3 separate regions of the Zea mays genome follow, and regions 2 and 3 are each linked to region 1. Evidence: chromatin contacts called from public Hi-C data. All regions are on one chromosome and are shown on one strand. The core of a region is the stretch at or near the end of the contact, and the rest is flanking DNA. Distances in the headings are between cores, read along the strand shown. Region 1 holds the start of LOC103638195 (alpha-mannosidase). Region 2 has its middle 55 kb from the start of LOC100382157. Region 3 holds the start of LOC100382157.

Region 1 (2,762 bases), core at 96-2,595:
GAGCGAATCATATCGTCTCATGGTGGAAAATGTGGAAAGTACAACGGTGCAGAAGTATGGTATGGAATATGGATCAGTCACACACGAGAAGGTTGCATCTTCTTCTTCCCTTTGTTTTGGTGCGTGTGTGGGTCAAAGGCTGAAAGCTTCTAGGACCACAATGAATGGTCTGGACCGGAGGTAAAAAAAAAAGATGAGTTGAAGCTATCTATATTTGATCGATGTCGATATAGACTAGGTCATAGAACAAAACAGAAGCAGAAGCAGTCAGCAGAGAAAGCAGACCACGGGTTGAATCCAAATGACGTGCACCCTCCGTGTCCTCTTGTACTTGTCATCACATCAAAATACTGTGGTCCAACAATGTGCACACGGACGGCGAAAACTTGAAACTCTAATCGATTAATTAATGGCGTACAAGTACAAGCACGTTTTGGCTTGAATCTGACTATCTTTTCTAGCACAAGTATCGAACCAAACTTTGACTGCAAAGAAAGCACGCGAGCATTGTAACTGCCGAGGCGACAAAACAGAGGAGCGGAGGGCGATGCAACACAAGCGCTGTGACTTGTAGACGGCAAGTCAAGGCACCACTGACCTGCTCGACGACGACGAACTTGCGGGCGGGATCCCTGGCGAGCGCGTCCACCACGGAGTCGAGGGTGTTCATCACGCACGCGCCCTGCATCCCCCAGGATCAGGTGAGAACCGAGAAGAAAGCCGTTGAGGCCGGAGCATGGCGGCGCAGGAAGCAGGATATGCATATACCTGGATGCTGTTGTTGGAGCCGACATAGTACTGGTCGACGGTCTTGAGCCACCCGACGTCGTCGTGGGAGTGAGGCACCAGGTGCACGTTCAGCTTCCCGGCCACCACCGTCGCGTTGTTGGACGCCACGGCGAACGCCGACGCCGTCGCCGCTGCCACCGCCGCGAGCACTAGCACTGCCAGCAGAATCGCCGGCGCCATCACCATCACGGCCGCTGATGGCTTGCCCGGCCGGCCCCGACGATGACGAGCGCAGAACGGAACGGGCAGTGGAGTGGGAGCTGGCTGGCCGACAATGCGGACGAACCTTTGGGTTTGGGTATTGGTTTCTTCGCTCTTGGAGTTGGAGATTGGAGTTGGCGTTTGGTTTGCACCGGCACCGGGCGTGGGCGTCGTTGAGCTCACGGTGGGCTCTGGGCTGGGCTCCGCCTCAGTCAAAAGAGCGGGACCGGCTTGTGCTGCGACAGGCTTGGTATATCGTATTTATATATACACACAGATAGACATTTTGTTTACAATACATAAATAAATAAAGTTTATAAATGAGATACGCGCAGGGTACGATGCCCAATGACTATATTATTATCAATCGTAAGGTATATATTCTGGTCCATTTTGGTAGCTAACGCATCTTGTCCACATGTACGTGTACGGCGGACTGATTTATGGACTAGTGACACGTGAACCGGCCGGGCGGCCGGCAGGCACAAAACAATTTCATCCTTATCTGTAGACTGCAGCGTAGCATGGGAGCAACACCACTATTTGGCTTTAATTCGTATCGGCTTCTAGTATTTCTGAATAGCTAACTTTAATCCAAAACGATTTAATCCAAAACGAATATATGAAGAACCAATGAGACGACTAATATGAATAGGAGCCACTAAAATTCCCCATTTTCTCCCTATATACACGTCATACCCCACCAAGAGATATGCAGAGTTGTACATCGATCGGATAGTGTGTTTACACGGAATACCTCGGACAATTATCTCAGATCAGGGAGCTCAATTTGTGGTAGATTTTGGGAGCAGCTACAAGACTCACTGGGCACCAAGCTGATTAGAAGCTGAGCATACCATACTCAAACTAATGGCCAAACAGAGAGAGTGAATCATATTCTTGAGGATATGTTGAGAGCTTGCGTGATACACTGTGTCTATCGCTAGTAGAATTCTCCTACAATAACAGTTATCAAGCTAGTTTGAAAATGACACCATTTGTCGAACACCCCTTAACTGGTCACGGGTTGGAGAAAAAGAAATCTTTGGACCAAAATTGGTTACCGAAGCCGAAGAAAAGGTCAGAATAATCAGAAAAAATTTAGAAGTTGCTCAAGCCAGGCAAAAGAGCTATCATGACAAAAGAAGAAAACCTCTATAGTTTGAAGTAGAAGATCATGTTTATCTTAAACTCTCACCCACCAAAGGTGTGCAAAGATTCGGGATTAAAGATAATTTAGCCCCTCGCTATTGGATCTCATGAGATCATAGAAGCATGTGGATCGGTAGCTTATAAGCTAAAGCTACCACCTAATATATCTGCAATACACAATGTGTTTGTAACGCCCTTAATTTCGGGTATAAAATTTCTTCTCTAATTGTCTACCAAATTCAGGTGTTACCTCTTCTCTCTCTAGACTTCCTCTCTCTTCCTTTTGATTAGAGTTAAGTCAATTAGGTGAGAGATTAATTATTTATTTTATCAAAACCCTATGTGATTCATGAAATGTTGCATCATGCTGAGCCTAAATTATTCTTTTGTTTGATGCACATGTTTGAATTAGTTTGAATTTGAGTTTTGTTTGAATTTGATTTGAAATCCATAGAGAAAAATAAAAATAAAAGGCATTAGAAATTCCAGGGAAAAAGAAAAGCGCATTTCAGCCCAGTTCGGCACAATCCAGCCTAGCCAGGCCGCGCGCGCCCGCGTCGCCTGACAGGTGGGTCCCACCTGTAGCGACGACCGCGTCCACGCGCTCTCTCCCTCTCTCT
Region 2 (2,700 bases), core at 98-2,597, 300 kb after region 1:
GCAATACAAACAAACATGGTATATATAAAATTAACATCACATCAAACATAAGTACAAACTGAATAATAATAATCTACGCGATGCTAAGAGCTCGTGGGATCGAGAACTACTAAGATCGGAGTTACGAGTAAGAAGTTATGATTTTATAGAAGATCTATGTGATTAATATATCAATCTATATTATAAATTGGTTAATATAAATCATATGAGAGGTTATTCTATAAATAATTATCTGAACTTTAATCTAGGTTATGAATTGACCATAGATCATATTCTAGTAGATTATAATGATAAGAAGTTTAGCCAGACTAACCGACATAAATTAAATAAAGATCTACTTAGAAAAGAATGAGACATGGTATAATAAATGTTGTTAATGCATAGTAAATATTCATATAAAGCTAACGCAACTGAAACAGTTCAATTCGGAGTTAAAATGGGGAAGTTATGAATTTCCAAAGGTTTTATGTATTTGATACAAGATTAATTTAAGAGATTAATTTTAATGGGGCTTTCATGTCAGAACAGTGGTACTAGATGATAAACAATAATCTTACAAAATTATAGAAACTGGAATGGACTCATTTGGACTTAATATGAATTTTCTAGGGATTAAACAAGTTTCCATAATTAATTTTGTGTTAAAAATCATTTCTTAAATGAATTTCTCTGTTTTCCTAGAGGCCAGGACTGCGCATCAATTTCTGGAAAATACAGGGTTCCTGGGGTAAGATTTCCTAAGACACAGATCTATCCCGCGGGGGATGGCGGGTTAATTTCTAGCGAGTGCAGGGGTTCTTTAGCAATACGTCAGCCGCGGAGGGGTATGGATGTTTCCCCACCACCGGATTAGAAACGGACGGCACAGATTGAACTAAGGTACCGTTTGGTTCAAATATTTGTAACGTAATGGGTAAGTGATAACGTTAAATCATGTTTGTTTTAGTTTAACCGTAATCAGATACCATACTAAAAATTGATACCGGACTATTCAAACTTGTTACCGCCCGTAATCGAGTGTAAACCATTACCATTATCCTTTACGTTACATTTCGTGAACCAAACAGCACCTAACTTCATCTCAAACCGGTACCCCATCCTGGCTGTCAGATCGCCATCCAACGGTTTAGGTTTTATACAGGTGAGATCGATCTGCACGCGCAGGATCGGGATCGGACGAACCATATCCACTCATACAAAACGATGCCCCAGATTCTAATCTGCGCCGCCAAATCCCCATCCAACAACCAGCCGTTAAATACCCGCAGACCACTCTCTTTCGTTCCTCAGCTGATCTATGGTTGCGATGCATCCTATCACACTGCCCCTGATGACTCAATCCCGATCGCTAAAAACAGAATCAACGGCCCACGCCGTTCTTCTTCCCCCAGCACGGACACAGCAGCGCCCAGGCTAGAGCGGCGGTGGCTTCACCGGAGGTTTCCGATCCGACACCACAAAGCGTCCCAAATCCGACCGGCAATGGACTCGCAACTACGGAGGTGAGACGAACAGGATAGTGTAGGGCTTACCTACGATTCAGTGTACCAACGGCGCTGGCGACAAATTCCGTGGGCTTCCCCGGCCCACGACTCTGATGAACCTGCTCCTGATGATCCCGCCGGGCTTCTAGATGGCACGCCCCAGCCGGATGGTCACCCCAAGCGCGGATCGACGGTGGCGGCTGCGCACACAGCACAGCGCCCAGACGGTGGTGGTGTTGCGATACAAGAAGGGGGTTCCTGACCTGGTGAGCTATGGTAAAGGAAGCGCCGCATTTATATGGCCGAACCCCCGAACCATGGCCAGAGGAGATCGGTAGTTGGGGCGCGTGATTTGGGGCGGGCACGGAGCTGCTCGCAAATTCCGTGGACGGTTGAAGAAGACGCGGTCCTGGGTGGCCCACTCGTCAGCCGCGCTAGTGAGGCGATGAGTCGCCGACCGAACGGATGCAGGCGCGTGCTAGAGTCACCGACCGTGCGGGCCCACCCGTCGCGCGGCGTCCAGAGGGGTGGATTAAGCGTGGGCCCCGTCTGCAGCGAGCGTGAGCGCGGAAATGGACTGCGCAGCGTGCGTGGAGCGCAGTAGAAATGGGCCGCCAGAGGAAGGAATTTCACCCACAGAGGCTTTTCTCTTTTTTTCTGTTATGTATTTTCTTTTCTATTTTCTGTTTTCCTTTATTCTTAATTATTTTGAATCAAAATTTAGAATTCAAACTTAAGCGCAAATTTAAACTCATATTAACTATGCAGTTTGTCATACCATCATGTGATGAAGTTATTTAATAACATTATTTTGTATTGTATAATCTTTCTTCCCTCCTTTCCTATTTTTATTCTCTTGGTTTCCAAACCTAACTTTAAATTTTGTTATGAGTTTCACCATGGCTCAAAATATACCAAATTCAAATATTAGTGTAAAGAAATGTATTCTTATTTATATATTTTATTTTACCTCATTTGTTTAGTATTTTCTTTTCTCAAATTCTAGAATTGTACCTTTGGGTTAAATCCCAATTCTTATTCTCTTTTGATTTACGAATTTAAAATCTAAATCCGAGATAAAATTCAGGAATTCAAATCTTTAATACATACTTAAAATCAATTATGAAGCAATAGATATATATTTATTTTAATTAATTTATTTGTTTGATAAATGTTTGAAATATGAAAAATACTCATATTGTTTTCTTTCTTTTTA
Region 3 (3,046 bases), core at 277-2,776, 350 kb after region 1:
ATGTAAAGTACGATCGATGAAACAACACTGATGCAACCTCAGATCATACCTGCCAACAAAAACAATTATTCTCTGCCGCAGCTGCTTGTTCTGCCGATTCTTGAGTGCAAATTGAGCGACCTGGATCGCAGCAGTCAAGTTTGCTTCACCACCAATTTCCAGCCCTGAATCCAAAATGAATTGGCTCAGATTCTTTAAAAATATAAGTCGCGTTTTGAACAATTTCTTATGCACAGTGCACAGACAACAAGATGCGACACATGATTTCTAAAAGGATGCATTATATGGTATCTACATGGTGACAAGATATTCCCAGTATCTTATGAATATGTTTGTGTTAAACATACAGCACTGAACAATGTATGCAACTGAAGTGTTAAATCGAAACCAACCTGACTTCTGATATAGAATTATAGACAGGTATTAAATTGAATGAGTAGATTCTCACCCAGATATACTTCCATGTCATTATGCGTCGTATTTTTACTACGATATAACTGGAAAATTAATCACTTAAAGTGTATATTAAAGGTCGTGTCGATGTTCAAAACAAAAGACAGTGGAGGGCATAACTTCTTCGCTACCACACACTCGTAAAAAAGACATAGACTGCTGCCACGTCAAGTTACCAGATAACCAAAATCAGCAAGTGCGGAGTGCGGTAGCAGCCAAACATAGAATAACATAGCTAGTTAGCCAGTTAGTAGAAGAACATAGGATGCATTGGCACAATATTAATATAGAAGCAGTATTGCAATTATATTGATACCCGGTACTAGTTCTTAGAGTTACAGCTGACATCGTGAAGCGGACCCTCTGTGCAATTTTGAAGGAATCAATTGAATGACAAGTTCACTGTTCACCGCAGAAATAATCTCAGGAGGTCAGCGGCGGTTTCGCGTACCGTTCATGCCTGACAGGACCTTGCCGAAGTCGTTGGTTGGCGGGACGAGCACGCTGACGCCCTTGCCCGCCATGGCCACCAGCCCCACCGTGCTCTCCAGGTTCGCCTGCGTAGTCCAAATTCACCGGTCGCCCAAAAGGAACACGTAAAGCCGCCCGTAGGCACTCAAAACCCCAGGTAGCGACCAAGTAACAACCCCTAGCGCTAGCGGCGACGCACGCGTGGGCAATGGAGAGAAGCCAGACCTCCGTCTTGGCGCCGGAGAGGACGGCGAAGGCGTGGGCCTGCGCCGCGAACCGCGATGGGGGATAGTCCCCATTCCTCATCCACTCCGAGTTGTCCACGCAGATCATGGTCGCCTGGGATTGGATTTGGACGGCCACCGCAAACCGTCAGGGGATGGTCAGAAATCGCTGCGCGTCATTAGACCGGTGGGGCAGCAGCCATAGCAGATAGAAGGAAGAGGAAGGAAGGAGGGGATGCATATGGACCTCGAGCACCATGGTGGTGGGCTGGTGGCGGGCGGCGAGGTGGTGGGTTCTCGGAGGCGAGCGGACGTGCTGCTTCGGAAGACGGAAACGTGACTATGTGAGGTCGTTCTCGGGGACGGTTGTGGAATGGGGAGGTTGCCGAGACCGAGAGCACCGACACATGGTTTTGATTTTTGAACGTGCTCCGCTGCAGTGTTCAGGCGGATCTTTGCAGAGGGTCGTGGCCCATGAACGCCAGGTGCCCACTTTAGTTTGACCCATTGGGTCCATATACTAAATTCAACCGACTATAGATCGTTTATTCCGTTAACGATCTTGCCCGTCCACTCGGTCACACGTCACAGCACACTTGTGCAGTCGTGCTTCAATCCCGTTGCTACCAACCGCTGCATCTCGGGCTCGTCCGCTCCTTTTGGTTCTGAATTTTTCTCATGACAACCGTCGTATAATTGTCTGAGCAGAAGATATAGAGAGGCGCAACCGTTAGCTCCATGTAGAAGTCACCACAGTTCAAACCCATGCAGCTGCTTTAGAAGTTGATTGAGGCCTACTTAGTCACCCCCAACCAATATAGAGCCCTGCGGATCCAAGAGTCTGCTTCATCCAACCCAGTTCAACCCATGAGAGTTGAAGAGCCCTAGATTCTGGAAGGCCTCCCGATCTCTATAAAAGGAGAGAGTAAGGCTTGGGAACCCCCGGAAAGGAGCCATAGTCTTAGAAGGAATGAAAGTCTCCCCTCAGATTATGGATGAGTAAGAGCACCCTGAACCCTCCAAAGATCCACCGTCAGAGATGTTTGAGCCTCTCACAATGAAGAAGATTCCAGCACCCTCCCTTGAGGTCAAGGAAGAAGCTGCAAGCACCCCACCAACACCACCGCTCTCTTAGCTAGGTCACCTTGGAGCTACAAGAGCCAGTCTCGTTTGGAGAAGATTTCAACTCCATCCTGCCATCTCAGTCGCCGCCAGAAGGAGTCATCAACATCATCTCCCTCTTGATCCATCCAGGAGATGTCTCAGATTAAAGTTATGCACCAGCCTCGCCAGAAGAGAAGTTGTTGGATCCAAAGTTAGTTATGCCCAGTCCTCTGCATTCATTGGGCAGTGAAGTTTTTTCCACTTTGGCCAGAGCCTTGCATGTATGAGATGTAACCGTGTAGCCACGTGATTTGAAAAGCTCTAATTGTGTGGCCCCTAGGGCATTTCAAAATGAGTTATGCTTGATGTTTGCTTCCTCTTTCTGTGCATATGTGATGCTTTAACGTTAGTGCTCATAAATCACGTTCAACGTGATTATTGGTTCAGCTTCTAGAGCAATCTGAGTCTGAATCTTAGGAACCAAGTAGTAGTCGCTTAGCCCTCAAATCCGAGTAGTCTGTGCTTTGGAAAAACTCTATTCCCCTCCCATTCAAAACATTTGATTTGTTTGTGCTAAGATTGTGAGTTTTCTTTTTTTTTTCAAAAAGGGGTTTTCTCTAAAAACATAGATCACAAATTAAAACTAATCCCCACCTTATGCTTCCATTCTCCTCTTAACCCATCTCAAGAGAAAAGCAACTTACCCAAGAAGATATCGAGAAGCCTATCCTTGAAGCCTAGAAGGGACCGCTTTGGTCAATCAGTCCAAAGGACCGACCATGAGAATCAAAGTA

Evidence for each region. A called contact is a pair of places that touch in the nucleus more often than the background predicts.
Region 2: a contact with region 1 is called in a Hi-C map of leaf, with 4 times the contacts expected there. The contact joins the enhancer-like site here to the promoter of LOC103638195 in region 1. A contact is called at or near these places in 3 of 25 Hi-C or Micro-C datasets (bundle sheath, leaf and tassel).
Region 3: a Hi-C map of ear shows a contact between it and region 1, with 6 times the contacts expected there. The contact joins the promoter of LOC100382157 here to the promoter of LOC103638195 in region 1. A contact is called at or near these places in 14 of 25 Hi-C or Micro-C datasets (bundle sheath, ear, endosperm and 6 more) and 1 of 3 datasets of contacts at active chromatin or transcription factors (leaf).

What each region holds. Positions count from the first base shown.
Region 1 is chr1:119,501,006-119,503,767 of Zm-B73-REFERENCE-NAM-5.0, forward strand. It overlaps LOC103638195 (alpha-mannosidase), which reads right to left and starts at 1,346. Exons shown (of 29, transcript XM_008661190.4): 1 at 769-1,346; 2 at 599-682. The coding sequence starts at 975.
Region 2 is chr1:119,799,699-119,802,398 of Zm-B73-REFERENCE-NAM-5.0, forward strand. No RefSeq gene overlaps it. Among protein-coding and RNA genes, the nearest start is that of LOC100382157, 55 kb to the right of the region's middle. Within about 2 kb of position 1,348, at least 20 of the 20 cell types and tissues checked have an H3K27ac peak or open chromatin away from gene starts, as enhancers often do. A contact at or near this core is called in bundle sheath, leaf and tassel, where this site is marked.
Region 3 is chr1:119,854,514-119,857,559 of Zm-B73-REFERENCE-NAM-5.0, forward strand. LOC100382157 reads right to left here and starts at 1,527. Exons shown (of 10, transcript NM_001174917.1): 1 at 1,396-1,527; 2 at 1,150-1,263; 3 at 905-1,010; 4 at 50-164. The coding sequence starts at 1,407.